7 separate regions of the Mus musculus genome follow, and all the other regions are linked to region 4. A link is a contact called in public HiCAR-type and promoter capture Hi-C data. All regions are on one chromosome and are shown on one strand. Each heading gives the region's core, a stretch centred on a gene start, on an enhancer-like site or on the middle of the called end of the contact. The rest is flanking DNA. Distances are from core to core; before and after follow the strand shown. Region 1 holds the start of Gas5 (growth arrest specific 5). Region 2 holds the start of Ccdc181 (coiled-coil domain containing 181). Region 3 holds the start of Slc19a2 (solute carrier family 19 (thiamine transporter), member 2). Region 4 holds the start of Vamp4 (vesicle-associated membrane protein 4). Region 5 holds the start of Rabgap1l (RAB GTPase activating protein 1-like). Region 6 holds the start of Blzf1 (basic leucine zipper nuclear factor 1). Region 7 holds the start of F5 (coagulation factor V).

The links. Promoter capture Hi-C pulls out the DNA fragments that hold promoters and counts their contacts. HiCAR-type assays count read pairs that join an accessible place to other places. Capture Hi-C pulls out chosen DNA fragments and counts their contacts.
Region 1: a contact with region 4 is called in a promoter capture Hi-C map of liver, with 3 times the contacts expected there. The contact joins the promoter of Gas5 here to the promoter of Vamp4 in region 4. A contact is called at or near these places in 3 of 39 promoter capture datasets (cranial neural crest, hippocampal neurons and pre-B cells), 4 of 115 datasets of contacts at active chromatin or transcription factors (astrocytes, embryonic forebrain, embryonic limb bud and 1 more) and 2 of 9 other capture datasets (adipose tissue and liver).
Region 2: a contact with region 4 is called in a promoter capture Hi-C map of liver, with 3 times the contacts expected there. The contact joins the promoter of Ccdc181 here to the promoter of Vamp4 in region 4. A contact is called at or near these places in 4 of 39 promoter capture datasets (hippocampal neurons, liver and pre-B cells), 1 of 484 Hi-C or Micro-C datasets (B cells) and 2 of 9 other capture datasets (adipose tissue and liver).
Region 3: a promoter capture Hi-C map of liver shows a contact between it and region 4, with 4 times the contacts expected there. The contact joins the promoter of Slc19a2 here to the promoter of Vamp4 in region 4. A contact is called at or near these places in 5 of 39 promoter capture datasets (hippocampal neurons, liver, pre-B cells and 1 more), 1 of 484 Hi-C or Micro-C datasets (B cells) and 1 of 9 other capture datasets (adipose tissue).
Region 5: a promoter capture Hi-C map of pre-B cells shows a contact between it and region 4. The contact joins the promoter of Rabgap1l here to the promoter of Vamp4 in region 4. A contact is called at or near these places in 3 of 39 promoter capture datasets (hippocampal neurons, liver and pre-B cells).
Region 6: a contact with region 4 is called in a HiCAR-type map of astrocytes, with 4 times the contacts expected there. The contact joins the promoter of Blzf1 here to the promoter of Vamp4 in region 4. A contact is called at or near these places in 3 of 39 promoter capture datasets (the C10 cell line, embryonic stem cells and hippocampal neurons), 1 of 484 Hi-C or Micro-C datasets (memory CD8 T cells), 1 of 115 datasets of contacts at active chromatin or transcription factors (astrocytes) and 1 of 9 other capture datasets (adipose tissue).
Region 7: a promoter capture Hi-C map of liver shows a contact between it and region 4, with 2.5 times the contacts expected there. The contact joins the promoter of F5 here to the promoter of Vamp4 in region 4. A contact is called at or near these places in 4 of 39 promoter capture datasets (hippocampal neurons, liver and pre-B cells), 1 of 115 datasets of contacts at active chromatin or transcription factors (pancreatic cancer cells) and 1 of 9 other capture datasets (liver).

Annotation. Positions count from the first base shown.
Region 1 is chr1:161,033,179-161,035,991 of GRCm38.p6, reverse strand. It overlaps Gas5 (growth arrest specific 5), which reads right to left and starts at 1,391. Exons shown (of 11, transcript NR_166052.1): 1 at 1,273-1,391; 2 at 188-240; 3 at 1-9. It overlaps Zbtb37 (zinc finger and BTB domain containing 37), which reads left to right and starts at 1,143. Exons shown (of 5, transcript NM_001356489.1): 1 at 1,143-1,214; 2 at 1,708-1,904. LOC115487643 (a small nucleolar RNA gene) reads right to left here and starts at 598; the gene lies at 519-598. It overlaps LOC115487678 (a small nucleolar RNA gene), which reads right to left and starts at 142; the gene lies at 81-142.
Region 2 is chr1:164,274,153-164,276,940 of GRCm38.p6, reverse strand. It overlaps Ccdc181 (coiled-coil domain containing 181), which reads right to left and starts at 1,343. Exons shown (of 6, transcript NM_029115.3): 1 at 1,180-1,343.
Region 3 is chr1:164,247,641-164,250,497 of GRCm38.p6, reverse strand. Slc19a2 (solute carrier family 19 (thiamine transporter), member 2) reads right to left here and starts at 1,452. Exons shown (of 6, transcript NM_054087.3): 1 at 1,042-1,452. The coding sequence starts at 1,245.
Region 4 is chr1:162,569,123-162,571,852 of GRCm38.p6, reverse strand. It overlaps Vamp4 (vesicle-associated membrane protein 4), which reads right to left and starts at 1,338. Exons shown (of 8, transcript NM_001356527.1): 1 at 1,073-1,338.
Region 5 is chr1:160,791,410-160,794,240 of GRCm38.p6, reverse strand. Rabgap1l (RAB GTPase activating protein 1-like) reads left to right here and starts at 1,303. Exons shown (of 21, transcript NM_013862.5): 1 at 1,303-1,505. Gm37083 (a long non-coding RNA gene) reads right to left here and starts at 2,346. Exons shown (of 3, transcript XR_003948752.1): 1 at 1,928-2,346.
Region 6 is chr1:164,306,051-164,308,839 of GRCm38.p6, reverse strand. It overlaps Blzf1 (basic leucine zipper nuclear factor 1), which reads left to right and starts at 1,356. Exons shown (of 7, transcript NM_001160209.1): 1 at 1,356-1,693; 2 at 2,324-2,401. The coding sequence starts at 2,362. It overlaps Nme7 (NME/NM23 family member 7), which reads right to left and starts at 1,168. Exons shown (of 14, transcript NM_138314.4): 1 at 1,086-1,168; 2 at 590-780.
Region 7 is chr1:164,150,541-164,153,399 of GRCm38.p6, reverse strand. F5 (coagulation factor V) reads right to left here and starts at 1,565. Exons shown (of 25, transcript NM_007976.3): 1 at 1,280-1,565. The coding sequence starts at 1,437. It overlaps Gm16548 (predicted gene 16548), which reads left to right and starts at 1,183. Exons shown (of 3, transcript NR_037987.1): 1 at 1,183-1,541.

The sequences.
Region 1 (2,813 bases), core at 142-2,641, 1.5 Mb after region 4:
GCCACAGAACTGGAAATAAGAGATGTGAACAGTCAGTCCCCTTCTTCACGGAACTAAACCCTTTCCAGTAGCTGAATTAAAGCCTCAGAAAAGTGTTTTTCAGAAATCCCTTCTGTCCACTACTCTCATACCATCATGGGCTTTGTGGTCATTATGTTCTAGTCATGCCCCTCCCCCACTGAGTTACCTGGCTGTGAGATCCCACAAGATGTCCCATCACAGAGGTCCACACTGCCATTCCTAAGAAAAATGTTAATCTTTAGTAGTTCTACTTCCACAAAATGGACCTGTCTTACAAAGAACTCCGTCCACATAGGCACTGTTGAGTTGCACATATCCAGCAGTTACATATAAGTCTCTAATCCAGGTACTTCCCAAGAGCAATCGTCCTCTTTGTTAGTGACTAAGGCCTGCTGGCAATCTCTAGCAAAAGCCTTCATCCCATGGTGATCGCGAAAGAAACACCGCGTGGCTTCGCATTCCACCCCCGTTGAACCGTGCACGAGGTGACTCAGCATGCTCTGCCATCAGAATCGTTGGTATTCATCAACAAGCTCAGTTGTCCCTACCAACATAGCCTTCATCATAGCATGAACACGCATGCTGAGTCGTCTTTGTCTGGTGTCCAGACCAAAACCCAATGCTATTTTATGTCACAAATACACGCAGAACCAACCTCCTAAAGTTTCCAGCTTGTGCCCTGAACTAAGCTCACCGGCTGCGCCGGGAATCCCACCAGCTTCCAGTGCTTCAGCCTCCAAGGCCCGAAGCCATAACATACTCAGGAAATTGCATACCTGCTCAGAATGCCGCACAGCTCCGAAAGGCTGAGATGGCGGCTGAGTCGAGTATATAAGGTCTTCGTGACGTCAAGACGCAAAGCTGCTTGCTGCGTCCACTTAAACCCCGCCCCTCACACGCCCTCAGACTCCTCCTCAAGCCCCACCTTCTTCAGGCCCACAAAACTTTCCCTCTGGCCACGCCCCCGAGAGCCCGGAGGGCGGAGTTGCCGCGGGCACGATAGGCCCGCCCTCCGCCTCCCTGAGGAGTACAGGCTGAGGGGAGGGGGCTCCTGCAAGGAAAGCGCTGGGGGTGGGGCGGGGTGAGGGTGACTGATTTCCTTCCGGCACGTCGCTCGCTCCGGAGGAGGGGGCGGGGGGTTTCACTTCCGGGACGGTGTTCCGGCCCATTCCGGCCCATTTCCACCCCCGGAGGTAGGTGCTGCTCCTTGACTGGGCTCGTTCCCCGCACCCCCGCCCCGTTAGCTCATACCCGACGCTCCCGGGCCGCGTCTGGGTTGCAGCCAGCTCCTGCGGCGCTCAGTCGCTGCCCCACCTCCCCTCCCAGCACTCGGCGACCTTCCGCCCCTTTGGCTCCGGGCTGTCGAGCTCGCGGGCCCGCCCCCTTGGCGAGCCCCTCCCTCAGGACCCCGCGCGCGCGCCGGGGCCACACCCAGACACACCCCCGCCCCGGCAACCTCCGCCGCCCTAGACCGATCCCGGGGCGCCGCCCCCTTCCCGGTCCCGCGCCTCACCTGTGCGCCCGCAACTCCCTTGCCGCGGGGCTCTGCTCCTGTCGAGCTTCCCGGCATCTGTGCCACCTCCTCGCTTAGCCAGGTCCCCCTTTTCCCATGCTTCTTGACACTGATAGAGGCCTCCCCAGTACCCGACTGGCCAACCCCAGCGTTCCCGATTCTCCCTTTTACAGCTCTCGCCCCTTCAGTGCCGACGCTAGAGAAAGACTTTACTCCAGGGGCTTCCTCCTCACTGGGGAATCGCTGGAAAGAGCAAACAAAAAAGGCGCTGGTGTAGGCTCCAAAATAAACATCTGAATTCGTGATGGCATCGACAGAGGCACTTAATGGATTAAAAGTTTCAAAACAAACAATAACGCTTTGGAAAAAGGTCAGATTGGTTAAAGTTGCGTCTTGAAAGCCGTGTTTGCACTTACCTGTTTACTCAATAAGTGTATTGTAAATGCGAGGTGATAAAGTGAGCTTGTCCGGACTACTTCCTGGTGTGCTGTGTAGTCTCATAAATTTAGAGAAACATTGGATGCACGGTGAGCCTAAATCCTTGTGGTATACTGGAACTACCCTCAACTAATTAAGACTATTTGATGCAATTGCAGTCTTTGTGGTGTGAAATTTCAGGCTTTATTTTTGTCAGCAGCTGTGGGAAACCAACTTTCCCAGTCAAAGTAGCATCACCACTTTGGAATACCCAAGTTTCAAGTTTGTTGGGGAGAAAAAGTATTACTTAGTTTTTGCTAACTCTGGCAACTAGGCCACAAATTCTCTGCATGTGAATTGAATGCTGACAGGGCTGTGGAATGTTTCTCAGAGTCACCTCAGAGTCCCATATTCAAAAAGTGGGAGCTCAAACTGGTAAGCTTAAAAATATGGGCCTAATCGGGCATGGTAGTCAAACACCTCTAACACGAGCATTCTTTAATCTCAGCAGAAGCAGTCAGCTCTTTTTGAGTTAGAAACCAGATGGTCTACATAGTGAGTTCCAGGAATAGCCTGGGCTTCATAGACCCTGTCAAAAACAAATATCTGGTGGGTGGCTTAATTCTAGCATTCCTGGAGGTAGATCGCTAAGTTCCAGGCTAGTCTGGTCTACTGAGCAAGTTATAGGGCATCCAGAGCTATATAGAGGGACACTGTCTCATGGGGAAAAGTAGTGATAATAGCGACCATTCATGTAGGATATTAGACTTTATACCCAATCTGTATGTGTTTGATGCCCCTTCTTAGTGAACTCCTGTCTTTATTTTATATAGTCTACTAATAAAGTATGGGCATAGCTTGA
Region 2 (2,788 bases), core at 94-2,593, 1.7 Mb before region 4:
TCAAATCTGAAGTGTAATTGAATTTCTACAGCTCCAAAAAGAAACATCTCCACTGCTTCTAGCGTAAACAAGCAACATAAACATGAACTCCTGTTGCCAAGCCCCGTAAGCCTTTCAAATGAGTCACAGGATATTCAACCCTTTGGCTTCCTAACCATCACCACCAGGGCATTGCTCACATGATACACATGTCAACACACTAGAATAAAATGGTATCTTCCATGAACCGCATTTCTTAGCATTTCCTATTTTATTACTATGATTTTTTTTTACACATATAAAATGTAAAGTTTATCATCAATTTAAAAAAAAAATCTCTGTAAGTGCTTTTGGCCAGATCAATAGTAAACTGCAGTGGCAGAAATTAGTTCCTTCCACTTAAGTGTGTGAAAAATTCTCAGTGTCTGAAGACCTTGCAATGTGGCTCCGAACCTCAGGCATAGATGCACATTATATTTGGTAACTTTCTCACAAGATTAAAAATATTTAAAAATACTTTAACCCAATACTTCTATTTCACCCCTACATATATAACCTTTTAAACAATATTTGTTGAAACACCTAGAACCAAAAGAATAAACAGTAAAGAGAAAACCTTTCCATATAAAAAAAAAGCATTTAGCAAAAACAAAACAAAAACAAGAACAAAAACAAACAAAAAACACCTTATTTTAAAAAGCAGTTAAGCAAACTTCTACAGCACTATGAAACTATCTGGTCCATCCTTCCTGCTGCATCCCCATAAGTCTGTGGTGTTATGAAATACTTTTTAAATTACCATCTGTTACAAGCTCTGACAGGAATATTTAACAAAATTAGGTAAAATTTTGGATTCGTGCTGAACATCTGAAGCACCAACGGAATGAATATAGCATTCTATGTGTGGAAGCTAACATTTCAGGAGTGATTTCTTCCACGCAAGCTACCTTTCATAGTCTTAAACTCTGAGAAGGGAAATGATAGGACAAAAACTCTAAGCGTCTAAGCCGTCCTCTGAGGGGCTCTCCTGGTGCATGGTGAAGTGACGCTGTGCGGGGCTGGGGAGATCCTGGGGCTTCTCCCTGGAAGAGGGCTCGCTTCAGCCGCCTCCCTGCCACCTCGCCCCGACGTTTATCCTCTCCCTGCTCCTGCCACCTGTCTGCCTGTCCTTCCCTCCTCTCCCGCTAAGTCCCCTCCTGCCTGTGGAAGATGCAGCGGCTGGGGTCACAGAGATGGCCGCAGGAGCTCTCTTCTCCTTTTCTAAGCTCTGACAACGAGGCAACGGTGACACCCCGGGGCCTGCTCCTGAAGCACCCAGCACCCGGGTGCCATGGCAACAGCGCGCCTCTGAGGCCTTCTTCCGGACTTCCCACTACTGAGGCGGGGTAGGATCGCGCGCAGGCGCAGAACGGATCCCCGCGAACACCTGCGCCTTACATCCGGCCAGCGTTTCCAAGACCCGGAAGACTCGCATCCCCTTTGGTTTTCTGCCTTGAATGTGGATTTTGTATACCTGTAGTCAGATTTTTAATTTGTTTCCAAAACTTAACAATAAAAGTGCATTTCTGTGTTCATTTTCCTCAAGTAAATATTAAAAGATAACAGTTCCTCAAGTAAATATTAAAAGATAACAGTTGCTAGTTGTTAATTGCTGTTTCGACCCTCAGCTTAAAGAAATTATAGCCAAAATTGTATTTACAGAAAGGAGTTATGAAAGAAAATAGAACTTTAGTTCCAGCAATCAAACTCATCAAGAGAGGCAACTACAGTTTTCCCATAACTTCCCTTAATACCTTGGGGGATAATAGGAAAATAAGAGAACATTCAGATTGTGGTGATAGATAATAGGCCAGCCATGAAGGAGCTCACAGAGTGTAAATAGAAGGGCAATATAACATAGGTACAAATTCATCTAAAAAAAAAGGTGGATCGAGGAGAGATTCATATATAAGCTAATATATATTAATATATTAACCTCTCCTTGATTATATATATATATATATCTTTATATATGTAAAGAGTTTACTCCAGAGCTTACTTTTGAAAAATAGTATAAATTATGGGAGACGGGCTGGGCATTACACATGGAGATGATAGCTTGTGGGAAGACAGGCATCAACTTGTTTTGTTGACTCAAAATATACCAGATAGGGTGAAGCATACATCAAAACCTTATGCCTCACTGCCTGTTAGCAATTACATGCATAACTTGGAAGCCAACAATGTGATCTGGGGATAAACATTGTCATGTCTCATTTCCATGCAAAAATATTCATGGCAGTCATTCCTAGGAAACTGTGAGTTCCCTTTCAAGGAGAGACTGGGTTTAGACATTTACAAGCCTCCAGCCATATAAATGTTTGATAGATAGTTCTTGAGTTCCCCAGGCTAATAGGTCTTTAAAAGGAACTAACTGTAATATTTACAAGCTTGGTGAGGAAGGATAATGAAGGTTTCTGAAGGAAGTGGGGTTTTGGTCATCAGAGATGAGAGAGGAAAATACCTCGAAAACAGGACATTTTAGAAAGTTCACGATCAAATCATAGAATAACGAGATGTATCATGAGTGTTCAAGACTTACCCGCAGGGGAGGAAGGAATGAGAGAGGGGTTATGTCACACTTTATGCAGGCACATCATTTAATGCCTCTTCTCTCCAGTGAGCTGAGTGTACATAGGCTAACCATGACTGACCAAGGGAAGAAAACGAAGGACATGTAAGAACTGGTGGAAACACCTCACAGAAATACCTGGAGCTGGGCTCTCCTCATTTCCTAAGCATGTCTCAATCCATTCAAGTCGATGTTACC
Region 3 (2,857 bases), core at 203-2,702, 1.7 Mb before region 4:
TTGCTCCTCAGAAGTGATGACTGACAGGAAATGACAGGGAGGCTTAAATGGGAGTCATATTCTACAGCCACCTGGGCAGGGAAGCAGCGCGGTAAGGAAGGAAACCGGGTATAGGAAGAAGGTGGCAATTATTCAGCATCCACTCATCTGACAGTAGGGAAAAGACATCGGACCTGAGCTTTCACTCTTTTGGATACTCAAGGAAAGGGTCCTGGAGCAGCAATCTCCATCTACAAGCTCCTCTGACAAAACCAAGTGCCGGGATAATGAGCTTTAATCACAGGAGTTAGGCACATTTCTGAAGTATACTATGCACTTCTGTGGTGCTGTGCGTACAAGTTTGTATCTTGAATAAATGTCTGCGCAGGAGTTCTTGGTCATGGCCCATGTGCATCACAGCCCTCAAAAACACCTGTACGGAGGATAAAACCTGTAGGTGAAGCAACACTTCACCATCCGAGAAAAGCTAAGTACCAATTATATGACACCGTCTGTTTTCATCCCAGAGACGGACTTCAGAGGGTGCAGTAAATCTTTGGACACAGTCTTACCTAATCAAGCACCCATATTCGGATGGCGTACTACTGTCCTGTATTGTCCTTCTGTAATAGCGCGTATCTATCTTGTCAGGGGTAAACAAAGTCAAGGAGGGGAAGGAAAGGGGGACCCTCTCACAAAAACAAAGCCAAATAACATCCATCCATATATACATACAAACACTCATATGTACATATTCTACTGAAAGTCGAGTTTACTGTTTTCTTTATCCACGCACTGTCCCCGGTCCCCAGCAGCTCCCACAGGACTTGTCCGGGCAGAACCGGGTTATCCACATACGGCCTGAAACACACATGCACGTGGGCTGCGGCCCATCTTGCTTAGTCTCGCACGGAACGTGCTAGAAACGCAAAGAGTAAGGCCACTTTTCCAAGCGAGCAGAAATCCGAACAGATATCTGCGTAGCCCGCTCCGGGACTCCGCCGCCAGACCCTCCACAAACATCTGACATGCTCGGCCTCCCCGCCTGCCGCTCCTGCCTACCTGTCTCTCGGTCAAGTTCTTGTCGGGTCCCAGAAGGTAGGGCGTGAGGAACGGCTCCGACGGCCGGAGGTTTGCGAAGAAGCCGTAGGCGCAGAGCAGCGCGGTCGGCAGGAACCAGCACTCGCGAGGGACGCGGGCAGTACGCAGAAGCATCCTGGCCGCCGCCGCCGCCGCTCGTCTGGACACCCTGGCTGGCACGTCCATCCTGGGCGCGAGGGGCTGGACGCCGACACGGCCCCCTCCTCCTTCTCGGCCAACGGGAGGGCGCCCGAGCCGCGAGCCCGCGCGGGCACCTGTAAGCGTGCGCGACGCCGCCTCGCGCCAGGGTCAAGGTGCTTGGAGTCCCCACCGCCCGCCGGCGGCCACAGCTCGCTAGCCGAACGCCCTTTCCCTAAGTCCGCCTCCGGGTCTGGCCCGCCACCCCGCCTGGCCCCGCCCCCACGCCCCGCCCCGACCGCAGAACGCCCTTTCCCTAGGTCCGCCTCCCGGTCTGGCCCGCCTCCGCCTGGCCACGCCCCACGCCACGCCCACCCACAGCAGACGATCACTAGCCACGCCCCCGGGAACCTCCTCCTCGCCAATGCCTCCCGGCCGGAGCCAACCTCCCTGCTTCCCTATTGGCCAGTGGCTCAAAAGACAGAAAGGCCGCTTGGGGCTGCGCGCCCGGGCTCTGACGTGAGGGGTTCTGGGACATCGGACTTTTAGGGGCCATGTCTGGACTCTGTGGCGAGGACCCTACACACCCTCCCTGGTCGGATCGGTCACCAGGCATTTTCCGATCACACGTCCGGAAGGCTCCCTAGAGCGGGATCCCCGGATGTGTGCTTCATCGCAGCGAGTCTGCTCAGTCTTATCTGCCAACCTACTGATGTTGGTCCTCTGCCCGGGACACATGATGACACAGGCTTGCAAACCTTTAACCTTGAGGCGGGAGAATGCAATCCCTGGGCTCCAAGAGCTTTTTGTTGTTGTTGCTGGGTTTGATTTAGTTTGCTTTTTTTTTTTTTAACATTGTCTTTAAATGTGGTAGAAAGACACAAGCTGGACCTGAGAACTGAGATTTGGGGCCTTTTACTATAGACAGAAAGAAAACGAGGATGACCGAGTTAATCAGCAAGAGGCTTTTGCTTTATTTCGTCACTTTTTGTTGGCAGGATACAAAGAACAATTAACTAATATATCCTATGGAAAGGAAATCGCCCTAAAAACCTAGGCCCTAAAATGGGCTCAAGGTTTCAGGAAGTGTGCCGCTCACGAAATACCCACAGGGTTCAAAAGTAAAAGCAGCTAACCCCCACCCTACACTGGGAGGTTTCTGTCTTCTCGGTCCATCCAGACAGGCTAATCACCCCGTCTTTCTCCAAGGGAGCCTGCACTCCCCCTTTCCTACTCTTGGCTACAAAATCTGGCTCAGACCATGCGCTGCTGGCTCTCCAGCACCTCTGGTCACAGCGACTCCCAGTCTTGAGATTCACCTCTCAGACTGCTGTTGTTAGTGAGGGCGATCTGAATTTTCATTCTTTCATTTCTGCCTGGGTCACTGCGTCTCCAAGGAGAAGGACCAACTAGACACCTGAGGGCTGGCAGGCAGGACTGAAAGGGCTCACTGTGCGAACCTCCTGGGTTCCCATTGAGCGATCCTTCACTAAAACACTTCACTAAAACAGAAAAACGAGGCAATAAGAGGGCAGGTTGTTGTCAGAAGTTTTTCAAGGGCAAACCGTGGCAGGAATCCCCAGCGCTTTCTTTCATCGCCCTCTGCATGACTTTTTGCTGGACTCACAGACTGACTCTGTCCCAATATCAGCAGAATCGA
Region 4 (2,730 bases), core at 89-2,588:
ACGTAATGAGGAGTAAACCTCTTATTCAAGTTCTAAAATCCAAGCTATCAGTTTGAGGAAGGAAGCAAACTCAGGCTAGACAAATAAACAAACCACCAGCAAATCAGCAGATAGATAAACGAGCTACCCTGGAACTACCCGCAACTAATGATATTTACAGATTAAAAATAAGTAGCGTAAATAAACTGTACTCAGAAATCAGAGTTGACTCCATTCTGCCTACAGTTCCTCCTACCAAAAATATTCTTGTCGTTAACGTGTCTACGTAGTAAGAGTCATCGTGATGTCTTTCCACGTCGTGGATGGAACACCACACGGTTCACTGAAGTGTCAACATCGCACGACTCTTACGTGTACTTCCCCGCTTGCTCAAATCTCTCGTATGCATCTTCTGTAGTACGTTCTCTATTCCGTGGCTTTACATGTAACGCACTTCTAACCTGTTGTTTAATCTACACTGGCTTTTTACCTCGACAAAACAAGCTCTATTTCATTTCGCTAAAAAAGCTCGAATCTGGCTGGGCACGGCTTTCCTTTGCTCAGCCTCCATCCCCCTCGCCAGTTCTTCCTCATTTCTCATCTGCAGTCTCGGCTGGTAACAGTTCCACGCAAATCGTGACTGGAAATCTTACTCGCAAAACCTGTTACGTGTAAGGATTCACCTCCACCCCCGGGTCATTCTAAGCACAGCGGGGATGCGCGCTTTCTCCGAACCCCCGAGGAAGGACCTCAGGCGAGCCTCTCTGGCCAATTCCTCGGCTCCCTTCGCCGCCGCCACCCCAGGCCACGCACCCCGACATCTGCTCGGAACTCTGGCCCCCGACTCCCCGTACAGGTGCCCCCTCGGGAACAGCTCTCCCCCTGGAGGGCAACTCGATCTCAAAGCTCCTCGGCCGCCCCAGCCCCTCCCCAGTCCTCGCGCCCCTTCCTCAGGACACCCCGGGCCCCCGGCCTTCCCCACTCGCGACCCGACCCTCGCGCAGGCCGGTTCCCAGCCCCAGCGGACGTTGGGGGCGGTAGGCAGGGGCGTCGCCTGGCTTCCTGCCTGCTCAGGCGCGCCGGGGCGGGATACCTGCGGTCTCCGATGGGCTCCCGGCAGCAGTCCCTGCTGGCAGCGCAGGGCAGGCGGGGGAGGGAGCGGGAAGCGGAGGAAGAAGGGTGGGAGGGGGAAGGCCGAAGGCGCAGAGCCGCCACCGCTCCGCTCTGCTGCAGCGCCCCCGCTCATCGAGCGACTCGGCGCTCCGCCGCCTGGCGCTGGGCAGAGGGGGCGGGCTCAGGCGAGGGAGATCGAGCCGCTCGGTACTCCGAGTCCTGGAGAGGGCGCAAGGGGGCAGGCTCAGGCAACGGAGATCGAGCGTCTCGGCGCTCCGGGTCTTGTCTTCTGGCGGAGGGGACATGTTCAGGCAATGGAGACCCTGAGCGGGTCGATCGCTTCCGTCTTTCTTGAACCCGGGAGAATCCCCCGGGGTTGTGACGTTCAGATCCGATGGAGGAGCACGTGGGTTGTACATGGGATGAGTAGGGAACGCTGAGAAGTCTTTCAACTGGAGCTGAAAGGGTGACTAGGATGTAGGTCCCGTAGAAGATGCTACTTTGCGGGCTGTCTGAGGGACCTGAGTAAAAGGGGCCGCATGTGATAAAATATCTGTCTGATACCATTTACAAAATTGCTGAGGGTTACTCAGTTTCATTCCTTTTGCTTGTAGCCTAAATGGCAGGATCCAAACATAGGGATTCAGGCGGGAAACCACCCTTACATTGCCATTCTGCCAATAATTCATCTCCTTTACAGTCTCTGCTTGACATATTTATTTAAAGAAGTCTGGCGTTGATAGACTTAGTCCAAAACTGTAGAAATGTGTATTTCTTTTCTTTTTTTTTTTAATTTATCCTCCTCCAAGTCTTTTAAGCTTAATGGTTATTAGTCCTTTGTTAAGAGTTTTTAAACTGTGGGGAAATATATTGCCAGTTATTTGATAGACACAAAAATAAGAAAAGATGCTCAGGGACAAGAAAACAAACCGGAGGAGGAAAATTCCAGGAGAAAGCCCTCTTTCACCCGATCTTTAGTTAGGGTTGCTGTTGGGCTCACTGGTTGAGAGTTTTCTCCTCACAACTTGGCTGACTTGGACTGAAATGGCCTGCCCAGATAGAAGGTATCTTAGTCTGTGTCTCTGGCAGGGCATGGTAGTGAGATTATCACGGAGTCACTAGACAGCCCAGAGGTGGTCTTTTGTTTGTTTGTTTCTATTTATTTAATGTTTTTAAAAGATTTATTATGTGTATGGGTGTTTTTGGCTGCATGCATATATGTGCATACACTACTATGTGTATGCCTGATGCTCTTAAAGATCAGATGAGGACTTCAAATCCCCTGGGACTGGAGTTACAGGCTGTTGCAAGCTGCCATGTGGGTGCTAGGAATTGAACCTGGGTCGTTAACAAGAAGGATAAGTGCCTTTTCTCACTGAGCCGTCTCTCCAGCCCCTTCAGTTGATGATTTTATCCGTATATTTGCTTACTATGCCGAACTTCCTTGCCTTGTTTCCTTAGCTAGTTAATGTCCTTGTCTGTTAACAGCATAAGGAAATACGATAGTAGAGCTACAATGGACATGTCATTCATACATGCCTTATTATTCTTATGAGTAATCTGTTATTTTTCTTTGTATTTAGTCATAATGCCTTAATTTGGCTACTTATTTTGATTGCTTTTGGGCCAGGAACATAT
Region 5 (2,831 bases), core at 54-2,553, 1.8 Mb after region 4:
TGTCAAATAACTTCGCTTTGTTTAGAAGATACCTGAAGGCAAATGCTATGTATGGCCTTTTCGTGTGCTGATTTTCTCATAGAGCCTGGCTCAGTATCTACTTCTCGTATATTTACAATGAGACTCTGCAAACGTGGAAGTCAACAGATGATTTGTGTTAATTAGATCCTAACTTTATTAGGTATCAAACTTAAAGCATTGAGTCAGGTTCTGGTTAGGAGGTCTACTCAGGGTACAGAGCTTAACAAAAATACCTTCTGGGAAGGACCTAACACGGAGGGGAAACCCGAATGAGTTGGAACACTTTTGCTATGACACAGCATCTGTAGGCATTAACATTAAGAAAAAGGAGAAAAGAAACTTGGGTTTGAAGGTCCTTTGACAAATGTTACAGGGTAGCTTTTGGATCTGGGTGGACAATAATGACAGACCAATTGAAGTGTTATAAGAAAAGAGAACTTTCAACTCAAGAAGCTACTCTAGAGGTCCAATCTCTGGACACATTCAATTCAAACAGTAATATTTACTGAACGGATACTTTCTATAAGCCAGGTAGGATTCATCATGAAAGGCACAGAAATGGGTGAACAGGTCCCTCTAGAATCTCTAAAATATTTCACAGATTAAGGGTACACATATTTGTGCCATAAACCTGAGAAAAAAAGTTCTTATGAGATTCAAGGAATGTACAGGTCTTTTCTGGCTGCTTGATCTAGAAAGGAAAAAATTCACAGTTCAAAAATTAGTACAATATTTGTGGCAGAAAGTAAATACTTTAGTTTATCTGTCCTCCAAAATCTACTCTCTGAAAGGCTAAAAGGTGAGACCCGGGATGCCTTTACCGTTGGGTTAGCGCTTTCCTATGTAGTCTGAGTCTGGAAGAATCAATGAAGGGGGATGCCTCCAAGCACCTTCAAAGGACAAAGAGTCCCGGTGGAAAAGTTAGTCCTCCGAGGTGACTTACTGGCCTCACGGAATGGAAATATGTAAAACAGGTTTGTTAAGAAAGAATCTCCCCAAAAGGGACTTAGAACTCAGTCAGTGCTGGGGATGATTGCCAGGCACCAGCACGCGTGCTGGAGGAGGTCCTCGCGTGCCTCCGCTCTCCTAGCTCGCCCTCTGCCCTCTGCTCAGGTTTGTACTCCGCGCTTTCAGGGTTGGGGGGGCCAAGCCGAGTCAAGCGAGCCTGTGGACGCGCGCGCGCGCCGCCGACTTAGGCAGAGAAGGCACCTCCGCCCTCGGGAGCGCGCACGCCGCGCCGAGGGGCCGGGCGCGCGCGCTCCCGCCGACCGCCTCCTCCTCAGTCCGCCCCCTCCCTCGCCTCTTCCTGCCGTGCGGTCCTCTCCCCTCCCCAGCCCGCTCCCTCCGCCCCGTTCCCTCCGCCCTCCCTGGGCTTCGGCCGCGGCGGAGTGAACGGGACGGGCCCGGCCGCAGAGCTCTGGGCGGCGGGTGGGACTCGGGCGTCTGACAGAGTTGTTGTTCCGGCACGGCCGCGGAGACGTGAGGTGAGGTGAAAGCGGCCTTCGAGGGGGGCTCGAGGGCGGCCTGACGGCTGGGAGCCGCGCTCCGGGGGGTTTTGAGGTGGACCCGGCTGGTTCAGAGAGGGTCGGGGTGCGAGGCCCGGCCCGGGACCGGGATGCTGGAGCGGGGCGGAAGGCATCCGGCGGGCTCAGCACCGTCGGCCGCCTCCGGGACACCCGGGTTCTCCGTGTGGCTGGCTCGTCGCGGTGGGGCGGCCGGGCGGGAGGCGGGGTTGGCGCCCCTCACCTGGGGCCGGGTGGTGGCTTGGGCGGCCGCCGCCTCCAAGTGTGCCCTCCTGACATTGCCGCCGCCCCCGCCGGCGGTGGCCGGGATGTGGCTGCTGCTGGGCTCGCAGTCCCAGCAACCCCGAGTCCGGGGGGGCGTGTGGACAGGTTTATTTTCTTACCCACTTGAAAGCGTCGGTTGGATCCCGTGTCCTTCCCTCGCTCTTCCCTTTCCTCCGCCCCGCGCACTTTGCTCCGTTCCTGCTGGCGATGCTTGTGGTTTTGCTGTCTGGGATAGGCTGTTTTTTGGGCAGATCTCTACCTGCCAGGAATGCCCCGCTTCAAAGTTGACCGCGTGGGCCCCGACAGACACTCATCCACACCCACGCGCATGTTGTCCTCCGTGTCCTGATAACTGAGTCAAAGTTTCTGAGACCGAGCTGGTACTTTGCTCGGATCGCCAACGGTGCAGGGCTGGGCAGTGCGTCAGCATGTGGAAAGGGGCCACTGGCCATTGGGGAGGTGGCCAGGAGCAAGGAAGGCTGAACTGAGAAGTTCATTTGTGGTCTCAAGACAGTTTCGTTCAGGTGCTTATATATTCTTTTTGGACTTCTCAGAGTTGGTTATATCAGAAAAAGACTCGAATTTAGGCGATCGTTTTTTCAGAACCGATGGTATGCAAATTAAATGAACCGCTAACCTTTAATGGTAAGGGCTTGCTTGACCTGCTTAGTGCTGTTTGGAAACAGATGTCAAAGCATGCATTTTTTTTTCCAATGGACAGTTTAGATGATTTTAATGCATCTAAATTTTCTTGTGTATGAGAAGAGGTAGATAGTTGACTGTCACAATTCAGAGAACACAATTTCCTGAAAACCTTAAGACTTTTCTTGTAGTAGTGTTTACATTTGGCAGCCGCTGCACTTCTGTAGAATGTCCAGTAATCGTGATCAGGAGGTACAGACATGAAGTTTGTAGTCAAATTGGAAGTGGATTCTATTCGTGGAAAATACTAGTTTACAAGCTGCCTGGAAAGGGAAATTGGCCTGTGATTCATTGTCTTAGTTGTGTTCTCTATATGAAACT
Region 6 (2,789 bases), core at 107-2,606, 1.7 Mb before region 4:
ACCAGATCAAATGCTAACTAACTTCATGCCACAAATGGTTACAATAGATGGGAGCAAGAGAAATCAAGAGCAAAACAGATGAACGGTCACTTCCACACTTCCTTCGTTAAAGTAGAAATACGAGGCTACAGAATAGGTAAAATCATTGATTATTTGGAATCCAATACTGAATACATTGCCTCTTAGATTCTGTCAAGTGCCTAGAAAGGAGAAAAGAGGGAGGAAAGAGATTGGGTCTGTGAAGTAAAGGTTTGAAAAGGTCTCTTTGGTACCAAAGGACCAGATTGGTTAACAAAAAGGACTGCTGAACGTCAGTCAATGAGAAAGCCTCATTGTGCAGATGCCTCTTGCTAAGTCACAGCTACACCCACCTGAAGGCAACATTTTGCTCTGTCCCGTCCACCACGCACAAGTGCAGAGATGACTAAAGATGAGTTAACTAGAACTCTGTGCACTAGAGCAATGGGTACATTAAAACCATCTAAAGGCTTATTAAAACGCAAAGTATCAAGCCCCATTCCTATTCAGTCATAATTTATGGTGGTGTTGGTGAATGCTAGAACTCTCCAAGTAATCCTGAAAAACATACCTGCTAAAACACAGTGATCTGGAAAGTATGAAATGAACTAGACGCTGAGCCAGCAGACAGCTATTACTAAGCGGTCCTGGTAGGAGATGCAAGGTAGAACTCCACCGCTTGGGAGAACTGACTCCAGCACTCAGGGAGATTCAGATCCAAGTTAGTGTTGAGACAGCACCACGTCGATAAGGGTCTGCAAGCTTGAAAAACGAAAAAGATAAACAATGCAAGCTTATAAACGGTTTATTCGAAATAATTCTCATCGGGTTTTCTTAGATTCCATATCACCCCCATTTACTTTCTGTTACATTGCTCTAGCTTGAGGTCTTAGTGGCGCTAAAATGGAAATTAGGGTGCTGCAAGAAAAGGGGTGCGCAGAGGCAGAAGGAACTGCTCCTAGCGAGGTAAGAGGTGATGAAAGGCGGGGTGCCCAATCGCCCAAAGACTTGGATGTTCCGTAACCAGGGTCTCGGAGCCTTTCATAGGGCCTCCCTATAACACTTACCATAGTTTGTAGATCTCAGCACAGGAAATAGATTCCTGTACACAGGAAGACTACACCACCACCAATGATCCGGTTACTCTGGCAACGCAAGCCCCGCCTTCCTCCAGCCACTGCTTCGAAGACGCCGCCTCGAAGCTGCTTCGTCTCCATTGGCTGGGAGTAATTAGGCCCCGCCCATTCACTCAAAGATCCACCCTTTGCCTCATCGCCTGGGGCAACGCGACGCCACCTTCTCCGTTCCAACGCGTTCACTTCCGTCTGGCTGGTAGTGACCCGGAAGTTTAAGCGTCCATACCGCTTGCATTATCTATTGGTACTTTTTTTTTAAGTAGATATCTTCCAGTTTTCGCTTTCCGAGCCGATACATAGTAGACCCTGTCTCTCTTCATTTTACACACAGCACGAAGTGTCAGTTGGTCCTTGTCCTTCAGAAGAGCATTCCGGAAATGAAACCCTGTGTAATAGGAAGTGATTAGAGTGAGCGAGGCGCTGCGTGTCAGGGAGGCTTGGGCGGGTTGGCTTCCGAGTGCCAGGGGAGTTTACAAGTCAGCCGGCTGCTGAGCGAGTGAAGAGCCTGAGCGGTGGACATTGAAGTAAGGATATCACAGGTAAGTCCTGGAGCCGGCCCGTGTGCCGGACGCGGTGGGAAGAGGATGGTCTGGGCTGGAGTTCGGCAGCCATTGGTTTGGGATTTAAAGGTTGTTCTGGGAAGAGGCTCCTCCTGACAGGGACAAACTTGGGCTCATACTCCTGGGGAATGAGGCTGACAGGCTTAATTTTTCCACCTCCTCTCCTTTTAAACTCGGCACCCATGCCTCCCCACACCTTCACCCGGTGTTTCTTAGACAAGGACACTTGCTCATCGGCATCGCATGGTCCCAGCGAAGTTTCTGACTTTAAAGTCTCTGTTTGCCATTGGATAGAGTTTCAGGATGCATTCCCAGGGCAAGGATTTGTGATGTTCAGGAAGTTAGACCGGGTACTGAATCGTATACATCTAGGAACAGTCAGCTTTTAGGACGTGTGGTCACCTATTCTACAGTCTAGACTCCAGAGACCACTTAAACCTATGCCTGGGTTTTCATTATTTAACAGGTATACATTACAGCCCGTCAAAAGGAAATAATGAAGAACGTGGGTACTAAAGACAGAAACAATTAAAAAATAACTTTTAAAGTAGATGCATTCTCTGAATATATTGTTATTGCTTTAATTCTTTCGTATGTATACATCTCTAGGTCTTCGGTGAAAGTCTTGGATTGTATTCTCATTAGTTATGGAAAAAATGACTACCCTTAAAAGTTCGGAAAACAAAGGTAAGTGTTTTTGTTTTGATAATAATTGATTTGGTTTTTTGTTTGATTGGTTGCTTTTTTGGTTTGGGGGGGAGGGTTGTGTTTTGGGTTTATTTTGGAGTAGGAGGGCGTTATTTGAGACAGGGTTTCTCTGGGTTGCCTTGGCTGCCCTAGAACTCATTGGCCTTGAACTCAGAGAGCTCCCCCTTGATTATCTAGTAAGGCAGGTAATACAACTGTTCGTTTTATTTTTACTACACTGTAACTATTGTTAGTGAAAACAGATGTTTGTGCTACATGGATCAATGAAAACTATACCTATATTTGATGTCACTTGTCTGCATCCTTTAACTGTCTCGGGAGAGCAATGTGATTGTCAGTATAACAACAGAACTTTCTCTCAAGCATG
Region 7 (2,859 bases), core at 316-2,815, 1.6 Mb before region 4:
TGTGTTCTCTGCCCCTAAGCAGCAAAATTGATGTTGGAAATAATGTTATTTTCTTTTGGGATTGGGGTGGGGTGGAGGTGTTCAGTTAGTGGTACTTTCCTAAGAGTATGGGTGTGGTCTAGATTATTACTCTGAAAATGCAATCTTTAAGTCATTTAGATGTGATATTTCTCACTAGCATGATACCAAGACTGAATACAATGCCTTCCCAAACAACCCAGAACCAACAACAGCAAACTCAAAGGCTGATTATTCATTTATACTAAAACATTACACATTGCTTTCAAGATATTACATTATTTTCTTTGGCTGATTGCTTTGGTTTTGCAATTGTAAAAGAGGAACACATCTTTCACAATCACTTAAACTTTGATGTCAACTAAAAGGGAAAAAAATGCGTCAACCAGTAAGCGAGGCTTAGCATTTAAAATAAAAACACTCGTGGTCGCAAGTGCTACGTAGAATCTATGACTTGGGTAACTGCAGGCAGGTTAGCAAAATATATTCTGCAACTCAAAGTTAGGTTTGATATTATTTAAGCCTCCTCTTAGTTAGACATGCCTTTGAATGACTACCTTATGTGCTCACTAACATGGGTAATAATCAGGGCAGACCAAAATACCCAGGATAAGTCATATTCCAGGAAGTAACTCAAAATGAGAGGAAAAAATGAAGCCACATTAGGTAGCCAGGGGTAAGTCTAGGAAAAGTGAAAATACAAGTGTGCCTTCCCTTCCCTCTGAACCCACAGTGAAAATCGTTTATAGGAAGGCAACAAAATCTCCTTATAATGAAGTACATGGTGACAGCTTTGACATCTTTTTCTTTAGAAGATGAACTTGTGTTTAACAGGAATAAATATTATATAACTAGAAGGTCCTTTTTCTTTTTTTTAAGCAGACTGTCAAAAGGCTTAAGCCGAATGCACAGGAAGGGCTAAGAGGGCTGTGGAGGTGTGTCCTTTCAACCCATCAATACACTAAACTAACAAACGTGGGGGGAAAACAGATTAGGGATTGCACCTGGAAAGAAAGCCACAGCTAACCATTCACATTGAAATTTCCACATCCTCAAAATGATAAATTATGTCCATAGAGACAAAATTACACCCACACAACATTAGTCTCTCTCTCTCTCTCTCTCTCTCTCTCTCTCTCTCTCTCTCCTCCTCCTCCTCTTCCTTTTCCTTTTCCTCCTCCTCCCAGCCCACCCCCACCCCTTGCAACTATAATAGATTTTCTTCCTTGAAGAAGCCCACCTGGATTTCACCCCCAGTTACCTTGGATCTGTGGGCTCAGGATGATAGTTCCAGAGGATCCCCTGAGCTGCCACATAGAACTGCCTTAGTTGCGCGGCCTCTGCCTGGTGGCTGCCCCAGCCCGCCCAGCGGGTTCCCAGAACCACCAGGAGGAAGAAGCACGGGCAGACTAGGAGCATGGCCCTTGTCCTGCCGCGCGCTGCCACCACCGACAGTGCTCAGTGCTCTGTCCCTGTTGCGCGCTGATCTGTCTCCCTGGAGGACTAAGAAGCTGCAGGGCACAGTGAGTGTCCCTGTCCCCTGTGGTGGCTGTCTAACCCTACCTCCCTCTATGCCTAGTGTAGGCAGGGGCTTGTTGAGGTCACTCCCCCCTGTGGCCACAGGCATTTACTAGAGAGAATGCCAGACAAGGAATGTAGAGGGAAAGGAAGGGCAAGCCTGCTGGAGGTTATGGCTCTGGAGCAGTGCCCAAGGGTCTCCGCCCCATCACAAAGCAGCATTTCCCCCACTTCAACGTAGGTGGGAGCAGCAATCCCACTTAACCTGCGCGGGTGGAGGTGGGGGGATGGGGTAGGGGTTCAAAGTTTAGGCTTGTCAGCTGATTTCTGCAAGCCTTAGTAAGACCCAACACCCATCCTCAGATCCCAGGAAAATGGCACTGCACAGTAACCAGAAAACAGCCTCAGGACAGGTCCACCAACAGGTTAGCAGTCTGAATCTCTTAGGACAGACCGCTTGGTAAGGGCTTGTCACCAGCTCAAGTGTAGCCGAGACCAGGGTTTAGAGAACTCATTTGAGATAGTCAGTAGCTGTGTGGTCTGGGGCCAACTATGTCTTTAGAAATACTTTTGACATCTGTAAAATAAGAATGGCAATTCTAGTTTTCCTTGATCTTATTATTGGGAGGGGACAAACTGTTGTAAACTGGACAGTCCCCAGGGCCTAGGTAGCTACAGTCTATGATCTTGTCTTTGCTCGTTCTCCTGTATCCTTGGCATGGTGTTTTAGATTTTATTTTTCTGTTGGTGGCAAAGCTGAGAATTATGCCTGAATCAGCAGGATGGCCTGCCCTGAATTCTCCAGAACTTTGTCTCTGCTCAGACTTTCTGCTTCCAGCACATCCAGTAAATTGTGATCTGGTACCATCCAGGTTCCGCAGCAGCCTCTCCCTCTCCCTCCCCCTGCCCCACCCCTCCCCCTTCCCTTCCTTCTCCCCTCCCCCCAACTCCTGCTTCTGTTTCTTTGCTGATCACATCACTGATATTCTTCAGTCAGTTTATAATGCCCCTTCTTGAGTCAGGCATGATGGCACATGCCTGTAATCCCAGCACACGAGGGCTAGAAGCAGGGGAATGTGAGTTTGAGGCCTGAGATCAGCCTAAGCTACGCAGTGAGACCATGTACTGAAAAGTAATTAATTAGCAGATGTGTGCACACATAACTACACTAGGAAGAATGCTCACACGGATTTCCTTCCCTTTCTGCTTCCCTGCTCTTTAAAGTCAGAATTTCTGCCATTGTCTCTGATTCTGGGTTCCAGTTGACTTTTCCGTTTCATGAACTTAATCTGCTCAGATTATATACTCCTTTTGCTAACCTTT